Regions from separate parts of the Ovis aries genome. Here region 2 is linked to region 1. The links are chromatin contacts, called in public Hi-C maps. All regions are on one chromosome and are shown on one strand. The core of a region is the stretch at or near the end of the contact, and the rest is flanking DNA. Distances in the headings are between cores, read along the strand shown.

Region 1 (4,790 bases), core at 1,104-3,603:
GTAATTTTTTTTTTAATGCATGTACAATTGTTTTCAGCCACATGACAAAGTGCTTTAAGCCAACTGAGACCAGGTACAGCAGGACACTTTTATACATTTCAGGCAAATAAAAGATTTGTTTCATAATCAACTTATGGCTGAAGATACTCTGCCTAGGCTATAGTGGCACTGAGTAAGTATTTCCTTCAATTAACATTGTAGCAGTTTATAGATTTTAATATCAACTAACCTATGAAACATTAATTGGAAGATAAAAAGGGCATGTTTGATCTCCACAAAACCCTAGTTAAGATGTATTCTTGTGACTCTTACCTTCTCCTGTGTTCCAAGGGTTCCAGCCTGGCTGCCAAACCAAAGTCCCCAACTTTTAGTTCCATGGCTTCATTGATAAAAAAGTTCCCTGGAGGACAACAACAAAAAAGTCTGAATTCTCTTGAAAAAATATTCTAACCAAGTACACACACATCCATCCACTCGAGAGGCAGGCAGCCAGCTGCTTAACAGGCGAGCCATCATTCAGAAGCAACACTGCATTGGCTAGATCCCAACTAAGAACATTAACTATGTAAGAAAAGGGAAAGAGAGCATGCACCTCTGATACGAAAGTCAGGGTTTGGAATGAAAGGCTCACCAAGTTTGAGATCTCTATGCAAGATTTCTTGTTCGTGAAGGTACTTTAGTCCAGACACGATCTGCCTGAGGTAATATCGGACTTCTGGCTCTGTCAACACCTTCCTTGCTTTCAAGATATGAGCCATGGACTGGGAGGAGGAGAAGGGAAAAAGAGAATCTGTCAAATAAAGTTGCCAGCATCAGTAGTTTCCTTATGCAGGAGGAGCGATGAAAGGTAATGCTGCCATATTATAATTATGTCCACAATCAAATTGCCAGATAAAGTGCAATTTGAATGCCAGGTCAGTGTGCAGGAAGAACATGCACTCAGATGAGTGAAGACTTACCCTTCTACTGCAATATTCCAAAAGAATGTAAATGTTTTCTTTGTCCTCGAAGTAGTGGTAAAACTGCACGACGTGCTTGTGATGGAGAATTCTGTGAAGCTCTATTTCTTTGTCAATCTAAAACGAAAAGCAAGATCAGTCTTATTAGCCTCCTTCACCTCTGCAAAGCCAGCTGCTTACACATGCAGAAGACATGTTCCTAACAGGGAAGGGCCATCTCTGCACACAAAGAAAATATTTTACTCAACAGTCATACACACCTTTTCCCTTTGATGAGGTTTGGCTACTCTGCTGTGAGGAATAATTTTTGCAGCATAGACTTTGTTGTTAGTCAAATCTGTCATCTCGTAGCATTTTGCAAAGCCACCCTGAAAGGAAACAAAGCCAAGAGGGAATTGAGTATGGCAGGAACATGGACGGCAGATTTTTTTTTAAACAAATAAACGAGAAAGATAAGCAAAAATATGAGGAAGGGTGGACAGAGGGACGCGGTCTACTTTTTCAAAAGCTCCTTCACGAAGGGAAAGCACTCCTAACAACAGTTAAGTTAAACCGGTGCCCCTTCTCCTTTTACAAATAGGAGCTTTACGGAGCGGGGCTGGGGGTCGGGGAGATGAGAAATAGGATCTGAAGAGATGTGCAAGGAAATCCTCTGGGGTGGGGGTGGGGAGGCATCTGGAGGGCTAGGTGTGGTGTAGAAAACCCTCGCTTCTGGCCTCAAGATCAATGTCTTGGGGCTCGTGGAGGAGGCAGACAGCCGCGGTCAAGGATGGAGAACGCGACCCCCGCGCTGTCAGTGCACAAAAGCCAAAGGAGGGCAGGTAACCACCCCACGCCGCGCCGAGCTCCGATTACCGAGACCTCGAGAAACGGCGGGGGAGCGGGGACTCCAGGTCCGGCCCGGCCCGGCCCGCGGGGTAGGGGGTGGAGGGCGGGGGAAACGCCCGGGCAGACCTCCCTCCCGCCTGGCAGCTGGGCGCCCGCCGCTCGTCACCTTTCCCAGCACTTTGCCGCGGCAGTAGCGCTTCCCCGTCGTGGGGTCGATGATAATCCGCGAAATCTCGGCCCCCGAGTGCGAGTGGTGGTGATGATGGTGCGGGACCGCCGGCTGCACCTGCGCCGGGGTCTGCGGCGGCTGCGGCTCCTCGGGGGACGGCTGCGGCCGCTTCTTCTTCGAGTCCCCGCCGCAAGCCTTGCCCAGAGCCTGCTCGCACATCTTGGTGCTGGCGGCAGGCTGGTAGGTGATAGTCCGTAAGAGCTCCATGGTCGCCTCGTCGCCTAACTACCGGCCACCACCTCCGAGGCGCGGACACACGACCGAGCCGGCCTCTGCCCTCGAGCTCCGCCCCGCCACCGCTGCCAACCTCCCGCGCCCGACGCCTCGGTCCACTTGTGAGAGTGCGAGCGCCGGGCGAAGTCTTATATATGGGCGGAGAAGGGGGCGGAGAATCGACACGGAACGCGACGTCACGGGCAACGCCCCGCCCACCGGCCTCTAGAGCGCGCGGGGCCAGGCGAGAGGTCGTTAAGGGCCGCTGGGTTTCCGCTCGCGAGGAACGTGCGACAGCGGGAGGTCTGGCCGCGGGGAAGCGCCCCCCGCGATGAGGAGGCGGACACAGGCGTCCGGCCGTCCTCGTGACCAGCACCCCGTTCTTGGAATGTTCGAACTTCTAGGTTTGATGTAGAAACCCGGGGGCCGACGCCTCGGCCCCACCCGGTGGCCCGCGGCGCTGCGGTCATCGCAGGTTCCCTCCCTCGCAAAGCCCTTGCTGACCGCCCCGCAACCTGACGCCTCCGGTGTCATGGGGTGACTGTGGCCAGAGTCCACTGCACAGGCACGTGAGGCTTCCCCCGGGCCACCGGGCTGCCGCGGACCCCGCTCTTTTACCCTACCAGCTCCTGTCTAGAGGGTCCCTCCGGGGAGGCCGTGCCCCTGAAAGGCAGGGATTCCCGGAGCAGGGTCTTCGGAGCTCCTCGCTGCTTCTGAACGAGGCAGACTTCGGCTCAGGCCGGTCGGCTAACCATGGCCAAGTCCCACTTAGTGCCCATCACCCTAGATCAAGCCTTTATCCGAAGTCAGGCTCTTAACCTTGGCGAGGGAGGCAGTTGCCTGGGAAAGGCTTCGCCTTCAGTATGTCCGAAGACTGGGAGCAAAGGCGCCATCTCGTGGAATGTGCCAGAAGCGCAGTTAGCGGTTGGAGTGGGCCGCCTTATGGGCTTGCTTTGACAATAAGTAGTGTAATCCGGCTCCTGGTGCTGATTATGGTTTTACAGTCGAGACCATCTATCTCTTCTTCCGAAGGGGTTATGCAGACTGCGTCGTTTAAATGGCTCATTAAGCCACGAGGTTGCTCTGGTGCTGAAAGAGGCAGTCTTAGGCCTTCCAAATGGAGGGAATTGGAGCATGAGGGAGGAACATAGCCTAGTGAGTTAAAACATGGCTGTTTCCTGTTTCCAGATTTTACAATTCAGATGTGCCTACCTAGGAACACCATTGTTTCTTGCTCTAATGACAATAGTATTTTTATGTGCAGGACACCATATTTAGTGTTTTCAAATGCCTTATTTAATTCTGCATCCATTTTAAGTAGAAAATACTGTTATTCCCATTTTACAGATGACGAATCTGGTGTTTAAAGAATTTGTAACTTCTTATATAGTCTCTCTGTATAAGTATTTAGATCATCCAAGTTATGTTAATGATCAGTAGGCAAATTTTTAAATCTAAGATAAGATATATTTCACAATATTTCAATACTAATTTCCAGATCTATATAGAACATCAGGTTACTAACCCCCTGGAAAGTGTTTAGAAAAGGGTTGGCTCAAGTCCAGATACCATCAAGGAGTATTCTTGCCTGGGAAATCCTGTGGATAGAGGAGCTTGCTGGGCTACACAGTTCATGGGGTCGCAAAAGAGTCCAATGGGACTTCGCAACTAAAACAACAACAATGCATGTTATCAGTGACTTAGGTATGCATGGTTTCAAAGACTGTCTCAAGTCCTTCCCACATAGTGTAGAAAGGAGTGTCACTGGCATTACAAAGTAGAAAGAGAAAGTCTTCTATGACTCTTCCTTTTTGATTCTGTAAACAGGGCAAGCCCAGGCATGTTTCTTGTAAAAGTGAACTTTACCCCCAGATTGTCAGGGCAGGGGTGGACCTAGAGGTAGACATGAAGACTTATGTAATCTTCCTCTTTAAAGTTAAACCTAGGGGTGACCTTTGCCCCCCAGATTTAGGCAGAGTTGTTTACTAGCCTATAGTAGGCTTGCTGGTTTAGAAATTACTACCTGAATTTCCAGAGCTAATTTTACACCACGTGTATTTTATCTGCTGATAATGAACTTTTAAATCTAGTTTGTTTATGACTTTTTATGATAAAAGGACTGTGAAGAATAATCATGATATTTTTATTATTTCCATTCTTTGATTATCATATATTATTGTATATCTCTTTACCAAATTTACTTAAGCATTTGATGTACTGTTTGTTGAACATGCCATAGGAAATACAGGTCTATCCTCCAAAACATTTGAGCACTTAATAAAATACTAACATGTATATGTGTTATTGAGTCTTCTGTCCAAGTATGAAAAAAAATCTGATTTTCTTTTTGGTTTCTAGTGCCATCATGTGGACAGAACTAAAATTGTTATTAGTAGAGCAGAAAAGGAAATAAACGTACTTTCAAATGGAGATAAATCTTTAATTAAAAGATATTTTCCTGTAGTTCTCTAGATTTAATGTAAAGCAGTATCCTAATATTATTTTTAGTGAAACTCGACACACATTGCAAATTTTATATGAAACTGTAAGTGATCAAAAAG
Region 2 (4,520 bases), core at 1,279-3,778, 220 kb before region 1:
ACAGGAGAGTGTGCTGTGGAGTGAAGGAGGAGGGTGCATCCTGCGAGAACAGTCAACTTGAACCAAACTAGAAAGGTTCAGGGTGGGGCCCAGAGTGTACCTAATTAGTGAGATAGGCCAAGAGCAAATTCCAGTTCATTGCACTTTCCATTAATTGTGCTCATAAAATTTAAATAATATGGAAGAAGTGGAAGTTGCTGTCTTCTCAGTAGATGTTTTGTTTCTGTGGTAAATTTTGGAGGAAGAATCAGGTGATAAAATGATCTGGTCAGCTGAGGAGTCACCCAGGCCCAAGATGAGAGGACAGCTTCTAGTAGGCCACGACTGAAATTGGAAAACAAAGCGAACCAAAGACCTAGGACTCCTTCATCCACCTAGGTCTCCTTAATCCACCTAGGTCAGCTCCAGAGCAAGGAAAGAACAACCAGAAGAATTCTTCTCTAACAACCACATGCACCTTTTAAGATGCTGCAGAACTGCACCCGGAAAAGGTGAGGAGGAAGGGAAGGTGTGTTATTTAAAGTAATCAACTTGGCTGCCAGAAGAAACACTGCCTAAATCTCAGTGGCTTAGCATAGTCACATTGCCGTTTCCCCTCACGTCAAGAAAGGAGACGTGGGAGAAGTCAATGTCCACTTGGCAGCTCATGGCAGATAAAGGGAAAATTTTTTAGAGCACAGACCTGGAAATGTCACACGTCAGTCCTCTCTCATTCATTGTCTACACACCAAGTCACTTCAGTCGTGTCTGACTCATGGTAACCCCATGGACTGCAGGCCCCCAGGTCCCCCTGTCCATGGGATTCTCCAGGCAGGAATACTGGAATGTGTTGCCATTTCATTCTCCAGGGCATCTTCTGGGCCCTGGGATCAAACCCACATCTCTTACGTCTCCTGAATTGGCAGGCATGTTCTTTACCACTAGTACCACCTGGGGAGGCCTATTCATTGTTTAGAAAGCAGTAAGAAAGACTTCTCCATCAGCAACAGGACTGGTTAGTGTAATTTAGCTATTTCTAAAAAGAAAAAATACAAGTGAAAAATACTCTGTGATATCACTTGTGTGTGGAATCTAAAATACACAAAAAACAAGGGAATATAACAAAAATGAAGCAGACTCACAGATTTGGAGAACAAACTAGTGGCTGCCAGTGTGTGTGTGTGGAGAGGGGTGGTAATCTAAGCATGGGGGAATGTGAGGTACAAATTGCTGGGTGAAAGATAGGCTCGAGGATGTATTGTGCAACATGGGGAATATAGCCAATATTTTGTAATAATTGCAAATGGAAAGTAATCTTTAAAAGCTGTATAAAAATCACCATGATGTTTACTTTAAATATCTTACAATTTTGTCAATTAATTCTCAATAAAGCTAAAAAAAATTTTAAGTAAAAGACAATTTTAAAAATTAAAATATACTCCTAGTTAAAAAAGAGAAAAAGCAAAAATTCCCTAGCAGAAGGAAAGTAAAATAATCAAAAAGAAAAAGGGAAGGGCAAAATCAAAATAAAGGGTGACGTTTGGAAGGCACTCAGGAGAAGTCTGTGCTCTCTGGGTTTCTCTTACATAGAGCATCCCTTACCTTAGACCATCATATGGCTGAAGAATCGAGCATATATGTAAATATGGAACATATGCATAAAGATGTGTACACATATACATATGTTTCATTCTTCAGCTGTATGTGACTGTGTGTGTATATGTATATACATAAAGCAGAGATGGGGTCCAGAGTGTGAAAAAGAACAGAAGATATTTAAAAGCATATATTAAAAATATATTTATATCAGCTATATTCTCTCATTTCAGCAAATTCTGGTTTCTTGTGATATTCAAATCATTTGGGCCTTGAACTGGATACACATCCCCAAACACATCATTTTCCTCCATTGCTCTTTGTACTACTGTGTATGGGGTCTCACAGAGTCGGACACAACGGAAGTAAATTAGCAGCAGCAGCAACTGTGTTTTCTGACTATTCCAGTTAGAAAGCAAAATAGTAGTTCTAATGTGTTCATCCTGCCTCTTTACCTTTTTCCCCTTATCTTTCAGTCAAATGTTGGTATTTTTTTTAAGATCTAGCTAAGTGCTCTCAGCAACTTGTGCTTTGTACTCAAGCACTTTTGAATGTTAATTGTTTTGTCTGCTTGTTTACCCTGCTCCACATTTTCCCTCAAGACCAGCTCATCCTGCATAGAGCTCTTGGCAGACGAGTGAGCATGCCTATGTAAATTACTGGCTGAACAGAGAAATTTTGGAGTGAAAGGGTGAAGTATTAATAGTTCTATGAAACAGTAGGGTGAAACCAGGCCTATCCCTACAAAATAGGGACATCTATGCTCTATGAAAATATGTTGAATGAGAATAGAAGCTCTATTCTAACTAGCTTTTTTTTTTTTCTTTTTTGGCCTGATATTGCCTTGTCTGGTATTCCCATTACTCAGAACCATATCTGGCATAAACTTTGTGTGCAATAGAAATTTGTTGGCTAGATGAAGGAACAGGAGCAAAAAGATGAGGCAGTTCTATAGGTCCTCGTCTAAAAACCCTTGTACCAGTTTTTTTCTTATATTTTCACCCAATATGTTCCTTCAATAGCTTTGCCCATACTGTTTGTCCATACCTCTCTCAAGACACATCCCTTCTGATGCAACGTGGTGCTAAATCCTCAATTTGTTAAATAGGGAACTAAACTGCAACAGAGACCAAGTTATTTTGATTCAGGGGTTTCATCAAAGTGATTCAGGCATCTTCACGTTGGGTTTGAGTCCTCAGCCCAAGAGCCTTCTTTCAACCATCCTAACATATTTCCCCTCCTAGACTGTGGGAGCTGTGGGAAGCAGAATAATTCTTGCTCCCATTAGCAGCTGTGTTAAGAGGGACAATGAGTGGGGGATGTGTGAGGCCATTACAATCAGAGGAAGAAGTGGAGAGGCTGATGGAGTTGGGAAAGACTTTACTCATTAACTGGGTCATCAGCCTAAAGAACTGACTGTCAGAAATGAGAGATTGTGTGTTTGGGGGAATGGGTTGGTGAGGGTAAAAATGAGCTACTTTAGACTTTTTGGGAAGCACAGTAGAGGGATCAGGGAAGCAACTCTAGAAACATGGAGTGGATTATTTCTTAGACCAGGGTCAGGAAGGTCCCAGGGCTGAAGCTACCAGCCCCAGCAGGAAACCCCTCCTGAGAAGCGCACATCCTCCTCTCTTGGGCAGTTGTGACGCAGCAGGTGATCTTCGATGCCCTAATTAGCACTCTTGGTGTGACAAGGGTGGCTCCCATTCTGAAGTTTCCTTTCTGTGTTGTTTTACAGAAGATTTCACGGGAAAGGACCGCAAACTCAGTTCCTCTTCCATTTTGTTGAAGATCAGCACGTTACAATTGTTCAGAAGCAAAATTTCATAAGCTTGGCTGTGGAATAGTTGTGATGCAAAAACAATCACAAAAGGCTTAGCCTTGCTGCTTTATTGACACAGCCTTCCTGTCCCCACATCTTGCTTCCTGTCAGGAAAGTGGGACGTGTTGGATGATTTCCCAGCTTCTCTTTGGAGAGGAAGTCTACAGGTTTTCCACCAACCAGCCCCCGCCAATCTGCGCTCCCCAGGAACACCTGCAGCTAAAGGCTATGCCCATTCTCTTTTGTGCGCTTACAGCTATCAAAATAAATGAGCCATCTTGGCTGGGAAATCACATCTCTTTCCAGAGTAACCTCACTCTCCACATGTGCACAAAGATGCATATGCCCTGATGGTAAGCGCTTTGCCTATGACTAGAATTATAATTCAGGCATTCTGCATATAAAACCAACATCAATACATGCCTCTATACAGCTTCTAAAAGACCACATGTACCAGCAGCTTTTCCCTAATGCAGACCATTTCTTCCACACAGAGTAAATTCTTAAGCCCGCATCATAATGAAACACAAGGGACTTTCCCACCTCCTCTGCTCAGATGTCTCATTAATACAATACTAATAATTCTTGCTGAGTATAAGTCCTTTTCTCACTCACTCATTCACTCCCATTCCGAACACCTGTCTTGGGAGCCAGCATTCTCCTCGCCCCTCTGCTGATCCACCAGGACTCTAAAGTTTGTTCAGATACCCTGGGATCTTAAGACAACTTTATGTTCAGCTTAAGGGCTGACTCGGGGATCAAGACTGTGCTACGGTCTGCTCACATGGATGTTCATCTATTACTATGTGTAACTCTGGCTCTGAGAATTAGTCATTTGAATTCCTTGGATAGAGAAACAACAAAAAACAAAAATCCACAGGCAAAAAACCTGATCACAAGGTAAAAGGATCCCTGATATGTCACTAATGCTGATACAATACTAATCCATCTGTGTTGGGGCATCCATAGCTGTACTGGCGATGATAGCACAAGAGAAGTAGGCGTGATTATAAACAGATCTGTGGACCTGAAGGCCGACTGTTCAGTGCTACAGAACCCAGCACCACTATGGAATTTCCTCAGACAATAATGGCTGGGTTTGATGAGAACTAAGAATGTAGTA

What was found. Hi-C and Micro-C count contacts between places; a contact is called where the count stands out from the background.
Region 2: a Hi-C map of tail adipose tissue shows a contact between it and region 1, with 5 times the contacts expected there. The contact joins the enhancer-like site here to the promoter of PLK2 in region 1. A contact is called at or near these places in 2 of 16 Hi-C or Micro-C datasets (mesenteric adipose tissue and tail adipose tissue).

The regions. Positions count from the first base shown.
Region 1 is chr16:21,039,927-21,044,716 of ARS-UI_Ramb_v3.0, reverse strand. It overlaps PLK2 (polo like kinase 2), which reads right to left and starts at 2,353. Exons shown (of 14, transcript XM_004016964.6): 1 at 1,954-2,353; 2 at 1,220-1,327; 3 at 960-1,076; 4 at 632-761; 5 at 313-400. The coding sequence starts at 2,223.
Region 2 is chr16:21,259,254-21,263,773 of ARS-UI_Ramb_v3.0, reverse strand. No RefSeq gene overlaps it. Among named protein-coding and RNA genes, the nearest start is that of PLK2, 220 kb to the right of the region's middle. Within about 2 kb of position 2,528, at least 5 of the 54 cell types and tissues checked have an H3K27ac peak or open chromatin away from gene starts, as enhancers often do.